Linked DNA regions of Mus musculus: region 2 is linked to region 1. The links are chromatin contacts, called in public promoter capture Hi-C maps. All regions are on one chromosome and are shown on one strand. The core of a region is the stretch at or near the end of the contact, and the rest is flanking DNA. Distances in the headings are between cores, read along the strand shown.

Evidence for each region. Promoter capture Hi-C pulls out the DNA fragments that hold promoters and counts their contacts.
Region 2: a contact with region 1 is called in a promoter capture Hi-C map of pre-B cells, with 5 times the contacts expected there. The contact joins the promoter of D930007P13Rik here to the promoter of Krt18 in region 1. A contact is called at or near these places in 2 of 39 promoter capture datasets (liver and pre-B cells).

What each region holds. Positions count from the first base shown.
Region 1 is chr15:102,025,032-102,030,426 of GRCm38.p6, forward strand. Krt18 (keratin 18) reads left to right here and starts at 3,185. Exons shown (of 7, transcript NM_010664.2): 1 at 3,185-3,643; 2 at 4,435-4,517; 3 at 4,792-4,948. The coding sequence starts at 3,248.
Region 2 is chr15:103,144,901-103,150,245 of GRCm38.p6, forward strand. It overlaps D930007P13Rik (Riken cDNA D930007P13 gene), which reads right to left and starts at 1,928. Exons shown (of 7, transcript NR_045743.1): 1 at 1,414-1,928; 2 at 615-700.

The sequences.
Region 1 (5,395 bases), core at 1,935-4,434:
GTGCTCCAAGAAAGATGGTGGAACTGGCAGAGACCCTCCACACAGACCTGGAATGACTTTCTGAACACTTCCTCAGAGCTGGGCAGGGATTGGGGGGATGGGGTGGAGGGGGGAGTAGCCTGACTGATAACAATCTCTGGACCAACTGACTCCAGACCCTCACAATCCTCTCTAATCCTCTAATCTCCCACTATCTAGTTTGCACGGAGCATGGCTGTAGCTCCTGGTAGGAGAGTGCATATCAGAGTGGGAGAGGAGGCCTGAGGGGAGGGAGCCGCAGCCCACCCCTGTGTCGCCCGTTGAGCTTTCTCCTAGTTAAACCTGCAGTGCAAGTTCCCTCCCCTTCTGCGGGATGAGGGAATGCAGGGCCTGGGGGAAGGTCCACTTCCTTCTTCCCCCAACCCCAGACATTCCCCCCAGTCCACTCCTCACCCCACGGTTCAACCTCCTCTTTTCTGGTCTTTGTTCTGAAAGCTCCTTGGCTGGCCGCCTCGCTCTTCCCTTCCCCCCAACCCCCATCCCCCGGCCTGGCTTTGCTACTGCTCCATCCCCTTCTTCACCTGGCCACCCACAGCCCCGAGGCCCAGCCCCGGGGATCTTGGATCGAAACTATTCCCTCACGCCACTCTCCCCAACCCTTCTAAAGCCTGTCAGGCCGAGCTTTAAGGCCCGATTCCAGAAAAATCAGGTACTGCTGGGAAAAGGGCAAGCTGGCACCGGACTCTGGAGGTCGGTATTTGCTCGGATGCCGCAAGAGGTCAGGAATGCGACCATCTACGTTAGCTGTGAGATAAGGAGATACTGCAGCTCTTCGGCCACACAGCAAACCTTCCCACCACAGACGGACCAGCACTGCAGGGGTGTGGCAGGATCAAAGCAGGATCTACCCAGGGGCTTAAAGAAGAATTCTAGGGTCTTCTAGTCATTACTGAAAGAACTGAAAGTCCACCAGTGGTTGGCGGTGACTTGAAGCTTCCTTCCCGTCCCCTCCTGACGGAGGCCTCACTCTGCAATAAGTAACTCCTATTTCTTCAGCAGTGAGTGCTGTATTAACATTCCCGTGCACTGCCTCCTAGAAGATAGACAAACGATTCTTTTTTTTTTTTCTTCTACCCATAGAAGTGAAAAACAAAACGGAAGTTCAGTTTAGTGACTTTCTGAAGTCACCCAACCAGCAAAGTATCCAAGTTGGATAACAAACGTAAAGCTTAAAAACAGCGAAAAGTTGCCCATCGGTACACTTCATTGTATAGTTCTATAAAATAGAGCAATTGTGGAACTCGGGTGGGGGGGGTGGGGGGGGGAGAGTTTGTAAAATTGAAAGCCTGGGATCTCCAAACACACCCCCTCCCCAGGAGCTTTTAGGCAAAGCCAGTGGGCATTTGTTTGTATGTTATTTTGCATTCCATTTGCCTGGCTGTCTCTGGCAACACCCAGGCTCCCCAGCCAAGTCCCACGGAGTCGCTGAGGTTTTCCGGTCCAGAAGGAGGCAGGCTTCGAACAATCCATCACACCCAGCATGCATCAGCCCTGTGTTTGCTTCCCTCTAGTCTGATCTGCTGACCTAGGTTCTTCGTAGCCCCTCCCCCTCCCCCTTGCTCTTCTGATTTTACTTTTCTGTGTGCTCGCACTCACACAGTCAGTTCAGCTGGCCGCTCGCTCGATAAGGATCAATAGGTCCACTCCAGAGCAAAGAGCATGGCCACAGGTATAGCAAACACCAAGTCCTGCCGGAAAAACGGGCTCCTGGTGCTGACCGATTCCAACCTCAGGGTTTCTCCCTCCTCATTCAGCAGGAGTGGTCATCCAGCTGGCGAGGAGGGGGTGCGGGGGTGCAGAGGGGCTCTTTCCCCCAGAAAACAAGCTGGAAAGCCAGAAAGCATTATAAAAATTGACCAGGAAGGACCGAAGAAAAGGCCCGGGGAGCAGGAGAAGGGGACAGATGCAAGGGGGTGGCAGAGGTTGAGGTGGGGGATGGAGAGGCAGGCAATCTGGTTCAAACTTAGCTGTTTCTACATATCTGGTCTATGGACTCAGACCCCAACCTGTCCAGACACAGTATAATCTACAGGAAGGACAGTGGTTCTCTCTTCCTTGCTGTTCCCATAGCTACTAGAAGGTGTCTAGCAAATACTGGTTAAATCTATGTGCTCTTGGGTTGGCTGTGTTCTCAGCTGGTAAAGTGGTCTGCCTGAGGAGTATGAGGCCTTGGGTTTGGTCCTCAGCACCCTGTAACCTGAAAGTGATGGAGTCTCATGCCTGGGATCCCAGCACTTCAAAAGTGGGACGGGAAGATCAGGAGTTGAAGGCCATCCTCAGCTACATGGAAAGTTCAAGACCAGCCCGAGCTACATGAGACCCTGTCTCAAAAAAGAAGGAGGAGGAGGAGGAGGAGGAGGAGGTAAATGGTAGGTGTCCAGACATAGGGATACCTCTTCTACATAATCACAAAGGCCCCGATAAAGCCTCCAGGGAATGAGTTGAATGAGGACATGTGTACCCACGCGTTTGAGGATATGTATTTCCACGGTTCCCTATGGAGCCACAGCAGTGTCTTGGAACCATGGGGCCGGAGCAGAAAAACCAAGAGACCTGCCCTCAGGTTCGTGTTTCTCTTCTTTTTGAGCTCCCAATTTTCTTTCCCCAGGATTCCTGGGGTTCTAGGACTGCCCCCAGACTTAAGCTGGCGACATGCCACAAAATCTTCACCCTAGTGAACCCCTCTTCTGTCTGTGTAAATGGAGTTTGTTTGTTTGTTTGTTTGTTTGTTTGTTTTCGAGATAAGGTTTCTCTGTGTAGCCCTGGCTGTCCTGGAACTCACTCTGTAGCCCAGGCTGGCCTCGAACTCAGAAATTCGCCTGCCTCTGCCTCCCAAGTGCTGGGATAAAGGCGTGCGCCACCACGCCCGGAATAAACGGATATTTAAAACGCCATTTTTTGCCCTGAAAACAGACACTCAGGGGCTAACACCACCTGCTATCCTTTGTGCACCCCTTAGTTATCCACTCCCTGTGTCGGTGAGGATGGCAGGTATGCTGAGGGCGTGTGCAGAAGTGGAGAAGGGCTGCGACCTGTTAGGTCACAGGAATCCCGATCCTGGCGCCCCCGGCTCCGGTGGCTGGGGCGTGGCCTGCTGGGGGAGGTCCCTACCTCCTCCCGCGGCGATATAACAACAGGTCGAGGACTGCCACCCTCCGCGGCGGAACTCCTGTTCTGGTCTCTCGCTTCGCTCTCCTCTCCAGACAAGATGAGCTTCACAACTCGCTCCACCACCTTCTCCACCAACTACCGGTCCCTGGGCTCTGTGCGAACTCCCAGCCAGCGGGTCCGGCCTGCCAGCAGCGCAGCCAGCGTCTATGCAGGTGCTGGGGGCTCCGGGTCCCGGATATCCGTGTCCCGCTCTGTCTGGGGTGGCTCTGTGGGGTCCGCAGGCCTGGCGGGAATGGGTGGAATCCAGACCGAGAAGGAGACCATGCAAGACCTGAACGATCGCCTGGCCAGCTACCTAGACAAGGTGAAGAGCCTGGAAACTGAGAACAGGAGACTGGAGAGCAAAATCCGGGAACATCTGGAGAAGAAGGGGCCCCAGGGCGTCAGAGACTGGGGCCACTACTTCAAGATCATCGAAGACCTGAGGGCTCAGGTAAGGGGCCTAAGGGGGGAGGGGCAGTAGCTCCGGGCTGTTCTGTCTATCCAGTGTGCCCACACCCCCAAACTTGAATAGAGTGTGGGCTGTTGACTCCCTCCACTCTTTCCACATTCACCACATCCCCCCACACACACTCTATGGGACGGAGTTAGGAATACTCTGGACTCTCACCCACAACCTGTAGGAATTCCAAGCGTAGTGGTTACACACGCGAGCCGGCTTCCCCCAAGCAGTGTAGTGGGAAGAGAACAGGATTGGAAAAAAAATAAAATAAAAAGGTGTGTGTGGGGGAATCATAAAATGAACTCAGACACTCACTTCTTTTCCAGTAGGAACAGTTAGAGGGTTAAGCGGATGTGGCTAAGGCTGAGTCATCTAGGAGTAAACAGGAGCTTACCTGTAGGAGGGGCCAGCGGGACAAGTGGGGGGGGGGGGCGCGTCCCAGGACGGGGGGGGGGGGGGGGGTTAGCAGGTGCACCTGGAGAAGATGCCAGGAGAGGATCAGAGAAATCTTGTTGGAAGCTGCTCTTTTGTAAGCAATCCAGATAGTGCAGGCCCTGGCAGAGGGGCAAGGAATCCAGGAAGGGAGAGGAGGCTCAGGTGGGAAGGGAAGACAGAAATACACGCCTCTGACTGTTCCTGGGACTGGGATGGATTCACTGAAACACAAGACGTGTTTTCTCATCCCCCACTTCTCCACACACACACACACACACACACACACACACACACCCTCATGTGACCCGGAACTCTCAAAGCGACTCTCTCCACTTTAATCCACCCAGATCTTTGCGAATTCTGTGGACAATGCCCGCATCGTCTTGCAGATCGACAATGCCCGCCTTGCCGCCGATGACTTTAGAGTCAAGTAAGTCCGGGGCTGCAGCTGGAGCTAAGAATGGCCTACTCCCAGAACTGTATTAGAGTAGGGTTCCTTCCTTTCCGAAGTTTATTCAGGTTAGGGTTCATTGACTACTGAGTTAGCTCTTCATCTGTGCAGCCCAGTTTAAGCAAACGCTCCAAGGCCAAGAATCGTGCTAAGGGAATGACTCCGTGACTGTTTATGGTGGGCACGGGGCTAGTCTATGGAGGTGGCACTGGTTGAGAAGGTTCAGGCCCTCTGATCACCTCCACTCCTTCAGGTATGAGACAGAACTAGCCATGCGCCAGTCTGTGGAGAGCGACATCCATGGACTCCGCAAGGTGGTAGATGACACCAACATCACAAGGCTGCAGCTGGAGACAGAAATCGAGGCACTCAAGGAAGAACTTCTGTTCATGAAGAAGAATCATGAAGAGGTAAGCCGGGCCACTGACCAGGCCTAGGAGCTAAGGGCCAAGACTAGGCGGGCCAGGCTGCCCCCAAAGCAGCCTAGCATGGAAGCAGAAGCCCCGGCTGTTAGCCTGTTTTGATTAAGAGCAGAGCCATTGGCTCACACATGTTCTATGGCTCACCTAAGTTACACTATTGAGAGTCAAGATAACATTAAGCCAGTTAAGGCCTGGCTTGTGCATCACTACCTCCTGGAAAGCTGAGACAGGAGGATTGAGTTCAATGCCATCCTGTCTTAGTCTAGTAAAACAGAGATTGTGTGAGTAAGACCCTGAGTTGGAGGCAAAGGTGGGGACTGCCAGTCTTAGGAGCTGGTGCTCATGTGGGCCTTCTGGAAGAAGCTTAAGGTAAGATCTGTGGAAGGAAAAAGCAGCTACAACGAGGAGAGGATATCACCAGCGAGTGGCAGGTTC
Region 2 (5,345 bases), core at 678-3,177, 1.1 Mb after region 1:
CCTCTGTTGTCTCCTTCGAGCCTCTGTCTCATGGGTGTAGCCTTGTGCTCAGTAGCCCTCTGCTGCCTGTGACAGTGCAGGTACACAAGGAACATTCAGTTCTGCTCTAGGGGCCTTGGTCGCTTGCTGGCAGGAGTCCCCAAGCAAACTGTTTCTCAAGGCCTCAGTTTCCCTATTGGCAAAGCTTTAAAGAGGAGGCAGGATTTCAGACCCTATTGATCTGTTTTTCCTGGTCTAGAAGGCTGAGCATCTGGAATCTTGCAGGCCCTGGTCAACAGTGAGTGGCACAAAGTGCCCAGAGTGGCTGTTGTGCAGAGTTCCCAGGGGAATGAAGCCAGGACCATATAGAAAACGACCAATGAGGGCTGCTCAGAATGAGGAATGGCCAAGTCAAGAGTCCTCATCCCACATCTCTCCCCCAAATCCTCCTCAGCAGTTTTTTTTTTTTTTCCATTCTGTTGCAATATTGAAGTATCTGTGCTCTTGTCTTTGGACCCCTGAAGGATCACACCCAGTATCACTGAGGACTCCTAAATCTCTATCGCCAGCCTAGTCTTCACAGGAAACTAAGACCCATGAGCCTCCTCTACTTGGATCTTTAGCAGGCATCTCACACTAAATGTGTCCAAAGCATGTCTCCTGATGCCAGCTCCTTGGTATTCCATGATACCAGGTAATGACAAGTTCCATGTTCTGGTCACTGGTAGGAAACAAAACAACACAAAAACCTCTTAGTTTTTCCTTGATGATGCTGCTTCCACGGTTCCCATCTGACTCACCGCAACCACCCCCCACCCCCACCCCGAGCTGACTCTGCAACATTCATCCAGGCCCCACTCTCTCCTTGCTGCTACAGTGCACTCTTGGACGTCCTTGTTTCCCACTGCATTCTCAACATGACAGCATTGAGTAGTCAAGGGGAGTATGCATATCACTCTCAGGCCCTGACTCTCCAATGGCTCCCTGTCCATTCAGAGTGGAAGTGCAAGTTTAGCTGTGACTCATTAGTCCCCACATGATCGTGATTAGCTTTCTGTGACCTCTTAGAAGCCACAGCTCATTCCCTTCCTTATTTTCCCTGCTCCAGCCATACCGGCCTCAATGCCATTCCTCCAGCATGCCAGACTGCTCGCAGGAGGGTTTCCCCTTGCTGTTTGTCTGCCAGGAAAGATCTTCCCTAAATCTGCCTGGGTCGTCAGCATATGGTAAATGCCAGGTTCCATATGTTGGGGGGCAGAACACAGATATGCAAGGGAGGGAACGGGAAGATGAAACAGGGGAGTCGGGTACCACACAAGACATGAAATGGCTTGTCTTGCTTTCTGTCTTCCTGGGATTCTGTCTTCAGAAGATCAGGGATCTCGGGGTGGGGCTGCTCTTGGTTCTTCAGCAAGTGGCCCCTTTCATACTAACCTCAGGGCTGATGGACCCACATCTATCAATCTCAGGACTTCTGGACAGGAGCCGTCTGATGGTCCTGAATGAACAGGCCGGTCCTTTCTATGCTGAAAGGATACAGAGAAGAAGCCACCTCTTCCAACCATGCACTTGTTACCACCACCTTCTGCCTCTCCTTCAAGCCTCTTACTCTGGTGCTAGGATGTAGGCTTGAAGAGGAAAGGGAAGGGCTCAAGGTAAAGGGCACAGGAGGCCTAAGAGAGTAAACTGAGGCAGAGAGAAACACAAGCTGTGCAGAGCCAGTGACCCAGAGATAGAGCGGAATTGCACAGGCCAAAAGGGGTCCAGGTCAGAGGTGGATGCAGCCAGCAGGTGAAAAGCAGCAATGCACTGAGGGCTGGGCGCTCTGTCCAAAGGATTAAGGTAGGTAGGCTTTGGAAGTAAGGAGCCCAGGACAGCTCCGAAGAGGAACAGGCGGGGCGGCGCGGGCAGCAGGACCACACGCTGCCGGGCTGCGCGGGCGGAGGCAGACTGAGGCGGGCGGAGGCGGCGGGCTCAGCGGAGCGGGCGGGCGCCGGGAGCGGGCTCGTAAAAGCCGCGCGGCGCGGGGAAATTGCCGCCAGAATCGCTGAGCTCCACAAAACGCCGCCCGCGCAGCCCGCCGCCGCGCCCGCTCCAATCTCCAGCCTCATCGGCGCGCGGGCTGGTTATGCATTTAAATGTTATTTAATTGGATTGCGGAGGAGCTGGGGGCCAGAGTGCCCCCGCCTCCGCCCCGCACGCGCTGCACGTCTGTTTTCCGAGTCACAGATTGCCACGCACCCCCTCCTGCCCAATCCTTTGCCTCCGACGCTTCTCTCCCTCCCTTCTGAACCCGGCCAGAGGACACTCAGAAAGACATCAGCCTATGAAGACTGAAAACTAAGAGGCTACGCACGAACACACACACACACATCCTGAAGACGCACAAAGACATAGCAGCAGCAAAAATTGGCTACACTCACTTATACCAGTGTCCATCTGGAAGATTAAGAATGGCAAACAAATATGGTCCCTAGAACCACAGAAGTACACAAATGTGTATTAACACACTCATGCTGCAAGACAAAACATCACCTGACCTCTCCCGGGGTAATGACACTCACAAAGCGACACTGCCAAGCATGGGCAGAAAGGATGCCAAAGCATGACCCTCATAGGGTAAGGCAGAGACCCTCCCCAAAGCTGAGTAAGAAGGGAAGCCTGTGTTCACTCTTACACTCAGCCAGACCACCACCTATTTGCTTTGCCTATTCAGGGTTGGAAAACAAAACCTTTTGTTCAGCGACATACTGTCCTCCCAAACCACAGCACAGGAAGCTTCAAGAGGCAACTGCATTTGTAAGGATGTTTTTTAAACCGAACAAAGAAAGAAAATTGAGTCCCAATTACAACAAGCGGGATAGCAGATAGACACCAGGAGGGCCTTCCTGAGAGGATAGAAACTGGAATCCCAAGAGGTGAGGTTGGCCATGTGTGTGAGGTGGGGAGCTAGCTAAGAAGTCAGCACCGTGGAGGTTAGGGTCAAGGGTTAAGGTTAGGGAGGAGAGCACGTCCTGCATAGGCAGTTCTCCACAGGCTCCCAGCCAGCAACAGTTAACTGTTGACCTGAGATGATCAGGATTACGCCACTTCAATTAATGAAAATGGAAATGGCAACCTGGCTTGGCACAGGTCCCCGCAGAGGACCATTCTGGGCTCTCCGCCATCCCTTCTGCGAGCAGGGCCCGGAGACTTGAGGATCTGAGCGGGGCTGTGGGGACAGAAGAACAGGCAAAATGTACGGGGGGGTGGGGGTGGGGGAGATTCTATTGCAGCTGACCTGCTTGCATTGTATCTGAGAGCATGAGGGCCCAATCAGAGAAGAGAAAGTATCCTCACACACAGGCTAATTCAACCTTGTCTGCTAAAGTGTAGGTTCAGGCAGGCTGACAATCAGGCTTCTGAAAAGAAAAGCAATTGGTTTCCCCCTAAGCAACTTATTTCTGCATCATCTGATGGCCATTGCTGGGCAGTCGATCCATGTGTCTAACCTCAATGTCTCATGCTCCAGTTGAATTTACTTCTCTGGGGAAATATCGGAGGGAAGGAGAGGGACTGGCATTCTAAATAGGAACACTAGGAGAGCTGAAAGTTGGTTTGAGATAGGCCACAAGCTCTAATCTCTATTCTTTTTCCCACTCTGCTACTAGCTCTTGGCCTCAACTATGACCAAGCTGCCTTTCCAGTACCATTTGTTGTTGTTGTTGTTGTTTGTTTGCTTGTTTGTTTTTAAGATTTATTTATTTAGCCGGGCAGTGGTGGCGCACGCCTTTGATCCCAGCAGTTGGGAGGCAGAGGCAGGTGGATTTCTGAGTTCGAGGCCAGCCTGGTCGACAGAGTGAGTTCCAGGAGAGCCAAGATCTACACAGAGATACCCTGTCTTGAAAAACAAACAAAAACAAACAAAAAAAAGAGATTTATTTATTTATTATATATAACTACACTGTAGCTGTCTTCAGACACACCTGAAGAGGGCATCCAGTCTCATTGCAGATTGTTGTGAGCCACCATGTGGTTGCTGGGATTTGAACTCAGGACCTCCAGAAGAGAAGTCAGTGCTCTTAAGCACTGAGCCATCTCTCCAGCCCCCTCCAGTACCTTTTTATTTTGTTTTGTTTTGTTTTTTTAATAAAATGTTTTGGAGAGGGCTGAAGAGTGAACCCTGGCCTTTATACATGCTGAGTGGGCAGTCTACGACTACAGACCAGCCTTTCATCTAGTACCATAACACTCCCTGACACTGTGTCCACCCCAGTAGCTACTAGAACAAGGTCTTCTTACAGAGAGCAAACCCTACTTCCCATCTTCCATGGAGATATGCCCAATATTTGGCTCCTGCCTGAATCCTTCTGAGCACACACACACACACACACACCGTCAACTTGTTTCCTAGCCCATGGCAGTCAGGGCAGAAAAGCATCTGACCACAGAGAAGGGAAGTTACCAAGTCTCTCTTATTGTTAAGCTGCCCTATCCCATCAGTACACACACCCATCTGTCTAAGGAATGTCCAGAATGCTGTGTGAACGACCTGTTCACATCATGCTTTCAGCTTGATCTATCCTATAAAGTATATGCTTGTATCTCTAGATACACTAGACAGTGAACACTGTGAAGACAAAGGGTTATCTCATTCCCGCCCCCCAGCCCCACCCCTGCAGTGCCTAGCATGCGCAGTGACGACACACAGCACATGGAAGAAAAGTAAGAGCCCATGCAGTGGGCTTCATCCCAGTCTCCCTTTAAGCCATTCTGTTTGGGGGGAAAAAGAGGTGAGTGGATTCTTTCTTCCCCGGCCCACTCTACCCCTCAGTCTCAGAAGCATTAGCACCCCAACCAAGCACAGCTTTGGCCTCTATGGAGAGAGAAAGAGAGAGAGAAAGAGAGAGAGAGAGAGAGAGAGAGAGAGAGAGAGAGAGAGAGAGAGAGAGAGAATATGTATTAGAGTAAGAACTTCTAAGCCTCTAAATCAGAACCTAAACTCCATCACAGGGCAAACACAATGACACTACATAAACTGATGGTCGTGGATTGGCACGTGGACCCTCCCTTACTAGCTTAGGGAAAGGGGGGGGGTAAGACCCCTTCTCCTGGCCTCAGGGCCCCATGAGTACCTTAGAGAGTTAACCTGAGTTGCATAAGGGAAGCATAGGGAGATCTAGATTCTGTTTAAACCCCAGCAGGAGGCTCCTCACTCCGGCCTCTCAAATCAAAATCTCTTGAAGTAAAGCAGAGAGACCTGAATTTTTCTGAACCTCCATGGTTAATTCTGATTCACAGCAGGGTTGCAAACCGTTGACCTCTACATTAGGGCTATCCAACAGGACTCCCACAGTAATGGAGAGGTTCTTTATCTGTCTGTCAGC